2 separate regions of the Zea mays genome follow, and region 1 is linked to region 2. The links are chromatin contacts, called in public Hi-C maps. All regions are on one chromosome and are shown on one strand. Each heading gives the region's core, a stretch centred on a gene start, on an enhancer-like site or on the middle of the called end of the contact. The rest is flanking DNA. Distances are from core to core; before and after follow the strand shown. Region 1 holds the start of LOC103641584 (farnesylated protein 3). Region 2 holds the start of LOC100191440.

Region 1 (6,772 bases), core at 3,501-6,000, 180 kb before region 2:
CCTCGCCTCGCCTCGCCTCTTCCAAGCCCCATCAGGGTCTCCTCCTCTCTTAAACCCTCATCTCTGCTTCCTCCATCGCTCCTCATCTGCGGAAATGCCCGGTGGATGTTGCGCCTACAACGCCAAGGCATAGGCGTGCAATAAACACACAGCCAGAGCCAGGTCACCCTCTCAGGTGGTCGCAACAGAGGAGGATAGATCCCGGTGCACAACGACATCTTCTACATCATCGAATCGAACGGAGAAGGTGAAGATGCCCATCATGGGCCTCGTATTGCAGAGCACGGGTGCTACATTGGACGGCCGTGGCGGCGTCGGCCTCCATCGGGCAGGGGCAAATGTGTGGCTTTAACAGTCATTAGAGACGACAAAAGCTATTTACGAGATAGCTCCACTAAGATGTTTTCGCGTCGTCGTCGTCGTCGCTTAGCTCCACTAAGATAGTAAGATCTTTCTGTCATTGTCGTGGTCGCTGTCTGGAATTAGATTGGATGAATTTGGTGCACCTTGCACCAAATAGTACATTTTCAAGGCCAAATTCTGTTCGACGGTCCATATCTCAAACCATCCGCACGCACTAGCGCAGGACAGTCTTGATCTTGTTGGTTAAATTTGAACTAGTTTAGCTAGCACGAACCCTCGTAATTGCAATGTTTTTTAGAAAAAAAAAAGAAACAAAAAGTGAGTGAAGGAGGGAGGGAGAGTACGTAGTAGCGCACTACTATCCAGGCCCCATGTCAGTGTAGGTACAAATGGGATCACAAGCAAAGCAGTGCAAGCAGGTGAATCCGTAATTTTGGGAAATGCCAATGCACCAGACTGAATCACACAGCTCTTTGATGCTGGCATGGTGGATGTGAAAGAATATTCACATTTTTTTACCTGTACCTGTAGCTGCAGGTAGCAGTGGTGGCCCTTAGGGTGAGGCAGAGAGGAGGGTCCTAGGCCCTCGAATTTATAGGGCCCAATTTTAATAATATGATCCAATTACATATCAACAAAATAATGAATATATAAACATGTAAGAAGAAAATTTTAAGATGATATTATAATATATATCCTTTTATTTACTTATTATTTAATATAAATATTTTTAGATATATTTTGAGTGTTCAATTAATAACATTTATATATTAAAAGTAATTTGAAGGAACTTTATTTAAAATCTTGTCCCGGGCCTTTATTTAAAATTTGAAGGAACTTTATTTACCTGTACCTGTAGCTGTTTTAAGATGATATAACATTTATATATTCAAATTTGAAGGAACTTTATTTAAAATAATGAATACATAAACATGTAAGAAGTAATTTGAATATGTTAGGACCACCACTGGCAGGTAGCAGGATGTACTGGTACTGCTGCGGCTGCACTGTTGGAAAAGGCGGGGGAGCACCAAAAGTTGAAGCTGCAATCCACCTCAGATTTTGGGCCACTCACAAAAAGGACCATCACATGCACATGCCCACATGCACATGACAAGCACTTGTCTGATGTCTCCCCCTCCTCTCGGTCACGGTCAGTGCTCTCTCGCTGCACATTGACTCTAGAATCTTCACATCATTCACCCGTGGTAAAAAGTTCAGACTCCAATGCAAACTGCGAGTGGGAGAATTGCCAACGTAAACTGAACTTGTCAGAGCAGTAATATCATACATACACTACACATATAGCCGGACTGCTGAAGTTGTACAGCATATTTGGTATCTTAGAAAAAGCGTGACACAGTCAACTACAAACTAAATATTCCTCTAATCTATAGAAAGTTTAGAAGACAAAACACCGTAAAATTAATAGAAACTAGTAAGGATTAAATCCAAACAAACAAACTAATAATAGTTCTTTTTTTATACAAGTCCGAAGCGCAGTAGTCAGTACCAGCCAGAATATTCTACACAAAGATACTCCTCCATATGCACCCATAAACTGACGAGTCCAGGCTTACTTTTATACCAGTCCAGAAAGGTGAAAAAAGGGTTACAATTACAAAAGAAAAAGAGAGAGAGAGAGAAATCGAACCCCGCAAAAAAGTCTGCTACTTTTTGTTCAAACAAAGTCGCCATTAGCTTGGTTGCCCAGGGGCATTTCTGGCAAAGACAGGGTCCCTCGCTCTGGCAGGGGCAGGACCCCGCGCAAACACAGGGTCCTACGGTTCTTTTTTTTTACATGACATTTGAGTGACAACTACATGACGGAGCAGGCGTTGGGGTTCTCGTCGCTGAAGATCTGCGGCGCCATGGGCTGCTGCTGGTGCAGGTGGTGCGGCGGCGCGTAGAACGGCGGCGGGTAGGCCGGCTGGTAGGCGTACGGGTACCCCGGAGGTGGCGGGTAGGCCGGCGGCTGGTAGTACCCTCCAGCGAACGGGAACCGCGGGTAGTGCATGTACAGGCTGGCGGCCGGGTCCTTGTCCTTGTCGCCGGCCTCGTCCTTCTTGTCGCCGTCTCCGTCGCCGCCGTCCTTCTTCTCCTCGTTCTTCTCGCCGCCATCCTTCTTCTCTTCCTCCTCCTTGCCGTCCTTCTTCTCCTCGCCTCCGGCACCGCCTGCATCCTTCTTATTCTCCTCCTCCTCCTTGGCCGCCTTGTCGCCGCCGCCGCCCTCCGGCGCCGGGGCCGGCTCGGACTTGACGACGGCCGCGTGCTTGCCCGTGCGCTTGTACACGTACTCCGCCAGCTTGGACTCCTCGAACACGCCCTTCACCGTCACCTCCGACGCCTTGAGGTCCGGTTCTACGGACTGCACGCCTGCATGCACAGCCATACCCATACATACATACGTACATTTGTGGTTCAGAGCAGGGACTACTAGTTAATTCTTGGTCAAGCAGGTGGGTGGAGGAGTTATGTTGGAGAGCAGAGCACCCACCTTTCATCTTGAGGATCCTCTTCTTGATCCCCTCGGCGCACGCCTCGCAGTGCATGTGCACCTTCAGCACCACAGCGATCACCGGCGGCTTCAACAAGAAAAAAGAGAAAAAAAAACGAAAAATCCTCACATCAGCCTCTGTTCCATGGAGCATGGAACCGATGCAGTTTCGGGGGGCCAAATGCAGACCACCAGGCTGTGATTTTCGATCTCACCTCCTTCTTCTCCTCCGGCTTCGGCGGCTCGGGCTCTGCCTTCTTCTCATCGTCCTTCTTCTTCTCCGCCTCATCTTCCTTCTTCTCCTCCACCTCCGGCGGGGGCGGCATCGGCGACAGCAGCTCGACCTTGCGGCCGGTCTTCTTCTGCACGCGCTCCACCACCTTCATGGGGTCGGCGGCCGCCTTCTTCCCCTTCACCAGCACCTTGTGCGCCTTGGAGTCGGCGATCACATCCTCCACTCCTGCAGTGGTGGTGACAGCACAGCACAGCACAGTTTCCATTTCAGTTCAGATGCGTGCCATTCTCTTGGGCGCTCTGAGAAGCTGCCATGAATCACACTAATTCTTCCAAGAATATAACCTTTGAAGCAAGTGTCCCTAATCTGGATTGATTTTTTTTTTAAAAAGAGTGAGAGTGAGAGTGAGAGAGAGACAGAATATTCTGAAATCTCAATCACATCGTGCAATCACGCGTGTTTAATACTACAACAACAAAGAAGAAAACCGATGGACACGTAGAGATAGTAGTAGGACAGCAGAGGGGTAGGGGCAGCAGAGGACAGGACAGCATCAGCATTACCGTCGAAGCGCCTGAGGATCTTCTTGACCTTGCGGGCGCACCCCTCGCAGTGCATGTAGACCCGCATCTCGACCTCCTCCGGTGGCGGAGGCGGGGGCGCGTCCTCCTTCTTCTTCTCCTCCTCCTCCCCGTCCTTGGGCTTCTCGCCGCCGCCGCCGCCGCCTACTTCCTTGGGCTTGTCGTCCTTCTTCTTCTCCTCTGCCGCCGCGGCCTCCTTGGGCTTCTCCACCTCCTCCTTCTTGGCCGCCTCCTGCAAGCAGGCAACGGCAGTACGAAGCTAGCGTCAGGATGAGACGAGACGGCCGACCCGACCGGACGCCCGGCGGGAGGAGATGGGAAGCGCCGTCCGTCCTCGGCTCCCGCCCCAGACGGGAACAACGGCCGAACTCACCTCGCCCATGGCTTCCCTCCCTCCCCGGATCCGCTGCTGTTGTGCTCTGCCCCGCACGTCTGCACTGCACCCACGCGCGCCTCTTCCTCTCGCTCTATGACTGACTATGAGGGATTGAGGGGGCAGCAAGTGGGGATGGGGGGCTCGCCTTATGTAGCGGCCTAGCGGGTGTCTGGTGGTAGGCGCCGCCAGCCACGGAGGCCCGCAAGATCCGCACGGAAAATGAAATGATTTCGTTCGGCATCTCTTCCTCTCTCTCCACGTCCCTCCCTTGCCGCCCTCTCACTCTCTCTTGGGAAGTAGAGTGCCGTAGCACACTGTATTCTTCTGGGAGCACCCTGCACCGCCGTGTACGTATAGGTAGCTGTAAGAAATTACTGCACGGAGGGCCTGCGGATTCTGTGAGTCAATGGGCGTGTTCGGCTGGCTACAAGCCGACACTGTTGCAGCTGTTTGGATTGCTGCAGCTGCAATCCATAGAGAGAAAAATACTGTAGAAGCCGCAGCCGCAGCCGGATTGCAGCCGCAGCAAGCCGCAGCGAACAAGCCGAATGTATTACTGCGATGTACTACTCCGCAAGACTTCAGTTTTCTAGGGCTCTTTGTGCGCTCGTAGGCATGCGCACTTGCCTGCCAGAGAGTGCCAGGCATCAAGGGTACGTTTGGATGCAAGCACAGGGATGCCAGGCCAAATATTCGCCTTACTAAGCTAGTTTTAAGAGGACGAAAAAGATAACAACGATTTTGCGGTACCATGTTTGTTTTGTACCATGGGGTGACTTTTTTTTTTTTGCTTCAGATAGGTTTGCACACGCCACAGTACTGCCCCCGTTGGGTGACACAAACCTACAAAATATGCACGGAGGCTTCCTTGCCACGTGACTTGCTCGGTCGGTTTATTTCTCAAAGTGACTTTTTTTTTTGCAGCTGCAGCGTCTATCTATCTATCTATCTATCTATCTATCTATCTATCTATCTATCTATCTATCTATCTATCTATCTATCTATCTATCTAGGCTTTGCTGGCGAGGACGCGCCGCGTTATCTCGCCACGTCGTATTTTGTGTAGAAAGTGCCTTTAGTTTGTGCGTCGTTTCCTTCTCTCGCCACACGCTACTAAGCATTACGTTAACTAAAGCACATCGTCGGTTTATGTCTTTTGCTCTAGTATTGCTTCGCCAGGCTAATAAGCATGACTCATCAACACACATGTATCTCCACCAACCAGCTGTCTGCCATGCATGCATCGATCGTGCAGACACGAAAGGAGAAAAAGAAGAAGAAGAAGATGTAGATAGCACACAAGCTATCTGGTACGCACGCAGATTCATTCAGCACTAGGTGGGACGATACTGTTGTTTTTGGTCACTGGTGGGATGCATGCATGTATGTATCTAACTAGTTCAAATATCCAGCAAACAAATTAAATAGCTAGACCCGGCTCGTTTAGGTAGTGTTTGGTTGAGGAGCCAAGTAGAACGTCATTCCATCCATAATTCTAGGAACGGAGCCGCTCTGTTCTGTGTTTGGTAATCTGGAACAGAACGAATCTGTTTTTTGTTTGGTTGTAGAGTGAACGGAACAGAGCGTGACTGTGAGAGCGGGATAGGAACGGAGCGGCTCCATCCGGTTGATTTTTTGGAGCGGAATGATTCCGGATCTGAGGAGAATATTCCCTAATTGGAGCCATTCCGTTCTATTTACTTTGTAACCAAACAACAATAAAACTGGGACAGAACGGCTCCGTTCTACTTGGCTCTTCAACCAAACACTGCCTTATATCGAAACAGCCAATTATTACTCCCTCCAATCTATTCTAAATTTATGTATGCATGCTTGATCTATTAGATACGTAGTCTTAATTTGCTATATATTTATTGGACATAGGTTATGTCCAAACTTATTTAGGATGGAACGAGTAGTATCTACGATCAACCGGTCATTACCACCCAGAAGCCCTCTTATGTATGCATGCTTGATCTATAAGAGTTTCTCTAAACGGTCCTCTATCCATTTGACTACTTTAAATAACCGGTTTAGCAAAACTAAAATATGTACAATACATTTGAGAGTATGATAAATACGTATGTACAAAAAATAAAATTAAAAAATGTCTTTAATATGAGTATTTGAGTATAGAGGACGTGATTTAGAGGACGTTGTTGGAGAGAAATGAGATATAGAGGATGAAATCTTTTAGAGGAGACTGTAAAGGACAGATATAGAGGATAAATATAGAGGATAAATATGGAGACAGCTTATAGTCTAAGATTTACCGGTCATTACCACCCAGAAGCCCTCTTCAAGAGACTGCTGGTAGCATACACCGTCCGTACGTACCATGCGTGGATATATGGTATAAATGCAGGAGATCGTCGTGCAGATTGGGCACAGAGCCAGCCAGCTGCTTTGCGGATGTGGTTAATTTCAGAGACGAGGCAAGGCAAGGTGAGTTGCCTTGATTAACCGGCATTATGATCCTTATCTCATTTTTTATTTTAAACTTAAACTCTTCGAACAGATAGTTGTAAAATATTACTTTGCATGGCCGGTTGGAGACAGCTTTTGAATGAAAAAAAGAAGAAAAAAACATCTCTTTTATACATAATTCTATACATCGATCTTGCGAAATTGAAAATGGGTTGTGTGGACAATGACAAGAGCCAATCGCGCGTGCCGCGGCGCCAACCAGATGCTGCTCTGGGACTGGGAATCAGCCCTCG
Region 2 (6,258 bases), core at 2,797-5,296:
ATTTTTTCAACGAAAAAGTTCCTTTCGCGGAAAACCAACGGTTTAGAATAGTTTACCACCGGTTTTCCATCAATAAACCGATACAAATTTAAGTTTAATTTGAATTGGGCAACCGGTAAACCATCGATTTACCGAAACGGGAGGGGGCGATTTTCCCCTCCAACGGTTTTGTTAACCCTGCCCTGCGTCTGTCGTTCTAGGCATGACAACGAGGATGCATGTTTGGTTTAGTTTTTTTTCCTAAGGAACTTTTTTGAGAATATGACTGTATGCAGAGAATCTGAGTATTATGTAGATTACGTGTGTAGGAAGATAAAAGAGTCCATAGAGCTTAAAATATAGAAAGTGATAATTTTCTAATATCACAATGGCTCTGCCGATTCTGTGTTCGCATTGATTTTAGACGGTTTTGATTGAAGTAATTCTTACAAAACCGAGCTGAAAAATTGAACTTTTGTTAGTATTCAACACTTTCTGGTGGCCAGAAACTGAAAACTAAAGCAGACGGTCAGCTTGGAGCCATCCAAGAACGACCACTCGTCGACTGACCAGTGACCACAAGGAGAAACTGATGTTGGAGACCAGCAATGCCAAGATCACCTCGTCCCGCACCGTCCAGGAGCTCCCCGTAGGCCGTAGTGCACTGGAAGATTGAAGGCGGGGGAACCAGCAATAGAGGACGGAAGCTCGTCTGCCAATCGGACGACGAGCACACCCTAAAGCTTAGCAGACAGCGAACATTGTTAGGCTGTCCGCAGCGGCATCCGCCAGACAGCCCCCTCCCCTTGATGTGGTGGCTACAGAAGCTCCCTAAGGCTGCAACGGCATCCGCTACAACGCTCCCTCGCTAGCAGATGTCAACAGTGAACCGCCACAGCTCCCTCGATTTAGACTGCACTGTTTATAAAGTAAAGTGAATCTAGTCTCCATCGTGGAAGAAGTAAATCTAGTCTCTATTTTGTACTAGAGAATGAGAGCTAAAAAAACCTGCTTCCCGCTGCTCCCAACATGCTCCCTACACTCCAACCCCTCAGGAATCACTTCACGCATAATTTGTCAAACAGTTTTCGTCAAATAAATTCAGTTCTACTCGAGAATCATTTGGAATTACTCTGTTAGAGAATTAGCTCTTAGAGCTAGAGAATTACGGAGCGGAGCTCTGCCAAACGAGGCCTTAGTTATATCTTTAACTATCCGGCTAAGGGGGTGTTTGAATGCACTAGAGCTAATAGTTAGTGACTAAAATCAGTTGAGGCATCCAAACACTATCTAATAGTTTAGCTATTAGCTATTTTTGGTAAATTAGTAATAGTTAGGTAGTTATTTGTTAGCTAGCTAATTCTAACAACAATTTTTAGTCAACTAACTATTAGTTCTAGTGCATTCATACATCCCCTAAGTCAACTAAAAATTAGCTAGTTATTATTAGCCAGCTAATTTCACTAATATTGTTTTAGCCACCTAATTATTAACTCTATTGCAATCAAAGATGGCCTTAGTTTTCTTCGTATTTTCGTTTACCACACCACCTACCAAGCAGCAGAAAATCACATCATACCGTGCCGTGAGTGCATATCTACTTGGATATTTGCAGGGGCAGCAGCAACTCACAACCAAATAAATACACAAGCATGGCTGCGCAGTGGTACAATCCACATGACACCAGAATCACATTCTTGGGTATAAGATTTGGTCCAAGTATGGCACCCAACCAAACAGTGCAGGGTGAAAGACAGAAGCATCCACTAGATAAAGCCGCTAGATTTTCCGACATGGTTACCAGAGTTCAGAGTCTACAATTTATCAGGTTCAACATCATGGCGATGAATTACTATAAAACCGAAGGAAATACAACATCACAAGTAAAAAAACAGGGTACACAAATGCGGGGTACACGGGCAAGCCAAGCCTTGCAGCTCTTGTCCCTCGACTCAGACTTGCCTCCTACAGTACATTACAGAGCGGCAACACAAACAAGTAAACAACCTCCCGTCGACTAACCTCCTCACCGATGATGCCGTGTGCAGTCTCCTCCCAATGGCCATTTAATCAGTTCGTGTAGAGATGAAATCAAATGTTAGAAATGCCTAAGAATTAAAAGGGTCAGAACTCCGTCACGCAGGCTGCTTGCCCTGGCAGTATTGTCCAAGTCATCAGCCAAAAATAAGATGACGTAGTAGAGCTTTAGATACCATCATGTGCTTGCACCGTGTCATTAACCAAGTGGGATCTGATCGTCCAGACATCCAGCTACCTATCTTCAGTGTTCAGAGTTGCCCCCTTCTCCTATTTAGCAGTCTGCGCCCACCGCATCTTCCTTGAGCTCCGTGATAACCTTAAGAAGGTCCACTGGAGTTGCGGCGGGGTCCAGCTCATGGCAACCTTTCGGGGCGTTGTTGCCTTCTTCACCGGTCAGAAGACGAGAAGGAACTCGATGTGAGAACTGGAACAGCCCTTCCTTCGGTATCCTCCTGACCTCCTTGGGATCCATGTGTCTGTGGAAGACAGCTTTGAATCCGGCAACCTTCAGCAACGGGATGACGGTCAGCCCTTGCTCCTCGGTGAAATCATCAACGACTTCTACTATCTCATACTTGTATATCACATCATCGGGTGTAAGCTCATTCCAATCAGGAGACCAGTTGCGGTACAAGGCCCATGTATCCCCTTTCTGGGGAACAATCCTGATGACGCCTCGGGGACCTTTAGTCCAGCTCACTCTGTGTGAAAATATGTTGACCGTTTCGCTGACCTGATATCTCCCAACCCTGAAATCGCCACATGTCTTCTGGAAACCGGAGGCAACCCAGCTTATAGGTGCCAGTTCGATATTTGACTTTGAGTTGAGAAAGCTCATGCGGATCCGGAAAGGCCTCATCGAAAGAACTTTCTGAACCATTACATATAGGCGAGGCATGCCATCTTCGCTGTCATATGTAGCCCACACTTGATCACTGTCAAATGCCTTCTCTGTTCGATCTTTATCGAAATCATGGAAGTCGGGGTCTGGGACGTCAATTGACACAGGTACACGGCGCTGCTCTGGATTCTTGTCATCAGTATCAGGCACTTGGATTTCTATGCTTCTTGAGCTACATAGCTTGACTCCCTTGCCAGGTTTGTCAGAGAGGACACCATTGACCTTTATGTTGTTGCCACAAGGATTTAGCTTTCCTTCAGATCCTCTTCTCTCTGCAAATCGTGAAGATGATGTAATGTTTAACTCCTGCAATTTTTTGCGGACAGTTGCCTTGGCTTTCTCAAGAAGTAGACTTCGTGTATCAATCTGGGTAATCTCACCAAGAACATTTGCTCTTCTTCCACTCACTGCAGATCTAAACCTTTCCGCTGAAGTACCGTTGACCCGTCCCACATCAGTGAAAACAGCAGTTGGTTCTGTGCTTGCGGCAACTGTTTCTTTGTTATCGCCACCAAAATCCACAGTAGTGTAAGTATCGTAATTATGCCTTCTCCGCTTTGAGAAGCGACCACGCCTTGAAGCAGCTTTCTCATGGACATATAAGTTGCCGCTTTCAGAATAGTTGTAGCTGTAGCTCTCATCATGCTTCTTTCTCTGTTTCTCCAAGGCATGTGTACCATAAGCATTGGTACCAGCTGCAGGTGTTGTCTTGGAGTACTGATTCCACTGGAAGCCTTGATTGTTGTAGGAATCATAAGCATTATCTTGCTGGTACCCCCCATGCCCTGTCCCAGGGATGCTAGAAGTCCTGCTTGTTGAGCCATATGAATGCTTGGTTGAATTGTGGTTCTGCTGTGGCTGCTGCTTGGTTGACCAGGAGAATGATGAACTGCTTCCGTTGCATGGGAACCCAGTCTCCACTGCCAAGAATGCATTATGGCAATTTGGGCACAGCAGGTTATGATTAAGATAAATTCTTAGGTACTCATACTGCATCCGGCAGCGGTTGCAAGATGTCCAGAATGTATCAACCCCAACAGGATGAGTGGTAGTCTCAGCTGCGGCTGCAGCAGCGGCGGCGGCAGCAGCTGCAGCAGCGGCATTCTTTCGAGCCCTCTTGTTTGCCTTCTTATCATAAGTATAGATACCATTGGTTACATTGACAACAGAATGATTTCTTCTCTTCTCATCATAAACCACCTTCCTGCTAGTATCTGACAACACACTCCACGCCTCAGAGATCAGTTTGAAGGCCTCCTCAGCACCAACTGATTTGTTCTTGTCAGGGTGCAGCAGCAGAGCTAGCTTCCTGTATTGCTTCTTCACCTCCTCTTCATCTGCAAAGGCGCCTAGAGACAATATCCGATACCAGTCACTCTCTCCATCAATCTTGGACTCAGCTGCAAGATGAACTTCAAGCGTTGAGACCATCTGCAATATGCCTTCAAGTGTCGGGCAGAGATTCTGGGCCTTGAGTGCGTACTTCCGAGCACCCCTGATGTCACGGGCATGGAACTTGGTCTCAGCAACATTTTTGGCTTTTAGGGCATCATCCATATTGTACTCCTCACTCATCTGCGCCTCTGAACTTGATTGGCCAACAAATTAACTTGAGCAGGAGCAGCAAAGCACAAGATCAACTGATCAAGAGCTGGACAAGATTAAGTGTGCATCCAGATTAGAGATCTTCATTGCCTTTGCCTGCAGTTAAGTACAACTAGGTTAGAAATCTCAACAACAACATCAAAATGAAAGAACTCTGTGATGCAACAGTACATATTACAAAAGGACTGAATAAGAGCACTGAAGTGAGAAACCAAGCAGTATGTAAACAAGCACTGAAGAAGTCCCAGAAAAGTAAGCTACCACGTTTGAACTAATCATTTCAGATCCAAAATAATCTAGAAGTGAGCGCTTCAGTAAAACCATACTCATCGATAGTTCTATCTCATAGAGAACTGACATTTCACAGTATTAACTTCAGCTCGGACAGAGCATGCACTCCCATCAAACCACTAAGCGGCACTGAGATTCACTTCACTAAATTCGGACTCCCGAGCATCCTTACTCAGCATTCCATCTTTGATCTGCAGCTGCTAAGCTAAGCAGATCACGCAACTCCAACAATACCCACAACAAAAATCGTGTCTTTCATAAGAGCAAGTGGAACAAAAGATCCAAACTTTCTACGCGAGTCCACAAATCTTGAACCCACCCGCAATAGCATGTCAAAAAAAAAAACCCCAGCGAAATGGACAAACCAAGCCCCTAGAAGGCACCTTGAAACCAGTTCACGAGCACCTCGCAAAACCCCCAGCACGAATCGAGCCAAGAAACGCCTCGATCCGCGTGATCCACGACCTCAAGAAGACAAGGAACTAACCCAGCGCCGCCACCGGTTCCAGGAGGCCACGAATCGGGGACTCCCGGCGAGCCGGACCCAAACCCTAGGCACCCGCCAGATCTGCCGCGCCAGGCCGCGGCCGGCGGCGAGACGCACCTCAACCAGAAGCTGACAGCGGGAGGGATCTACTGGGAACTCACCGGCGCAGGATCATCTCCGAGAGGCGCGCTAATTCGGGCGGACCTGCGGCCACGGGAGCCCCCAGAATTGCGAACTTTTTGGGCCCCGATTTTTTTTTCGGGGGAGGAGCAAGCTCGAAAAAACGAAGCTTTTTTAGTCAAAGCCTCCAAAATTTTGCAATACACAATAGCAATGTGCTGAGAAGGGTAATGTAGCTGCTGCAGCAGCAGTAGGAGTAGAAAAAGAGTAGGTCAGGTCATGTGTGTCCTGTAAAAAGGAAATAAATTATTCCATCTCTGTTTTTTGTTTGCTCCAAAAGTTTCGAACTTTGCCCCTATTCGGCGCCTCAAATTAATTCTGGTAACAGTGCAGCCCCAAACAACGGGTTCAATCCCTAACTCAGGGGCTTTCTCGGGATTTCCAACTTTTTCCTTTGTTTCACAAAAATACGCGTGTATAAAAGCAAAAAAAGATAATTGCCGAATTTATTTAGAGACCATGATTTGTGTTTTAGCTGGAGGTTTGAGCCCAGCACAAAGGGCACTCAATACGGGAAATGGCTCTAATGTCCTCCTGGTGGGCCCCACGGGACACATCACTTCGGACATACAAAAGGCACTCAGGAGGTAATTTGCTTGCGTACAGATATGTGATATACTAGTCCTATATACGAGTGTACGTGACACTTTATCAGGGGCTATTGTGTAAAATCACAGCAGTAGGGGTAACCTGGTGCTGATGTTAGAACAACCAAATGCCAGGGACATATCAGGAATTTCCCATGCAATAATGCTTAGGGTTAAAATCACAGCAT

Evidence for each region. Hi-C and Micro-C count contacts between places; a contact is called where the count stands out from the background.
Region 1: a contact with region 2 is called in a Hi-C map of endosperm, with 2.3 times the contacts expected there. The contact joins the promoter of LOC103641584 here to the promoter of LOC100191440 in region 2. A contact is called at or near these places in 8 of 25 Hi-C or Micro-C datasets (bundle sheath, ear, endosperm and 4 more).

What each region holds. Positions count from the first base shown.
Region 1 is chr10:112,275,560-112,282,331 of Zm-B73-REFERENCE-NAM-5.0, reverse strand. LOC103641584 (farnesylated protein 3) reads right to left here and starts at 4,750. Exons shown (of 5, transcript XM_008664923.4): 1 at 4,050-4,750; 2 at 3,659-3,908; 3 at 3,076-3,320; 4 at 2,861-2,948; 5 at 1,911-2,739. The coding sequence starts at 4,058. The coding sequence ends at 2,183.
Region 2 is chr10:112,094,758-112,101,015 of Zm-B73-REFERENCE-NAM-5.0, reverse strand. It overlaps LOC100191440, which reads right to left and starts at 4,046. Exons shown (of 1, transcript NM_001136873.1): 1 at 1,803-4,046. The coding sequence starts at 3,916. The coding sequence ends at 2,291.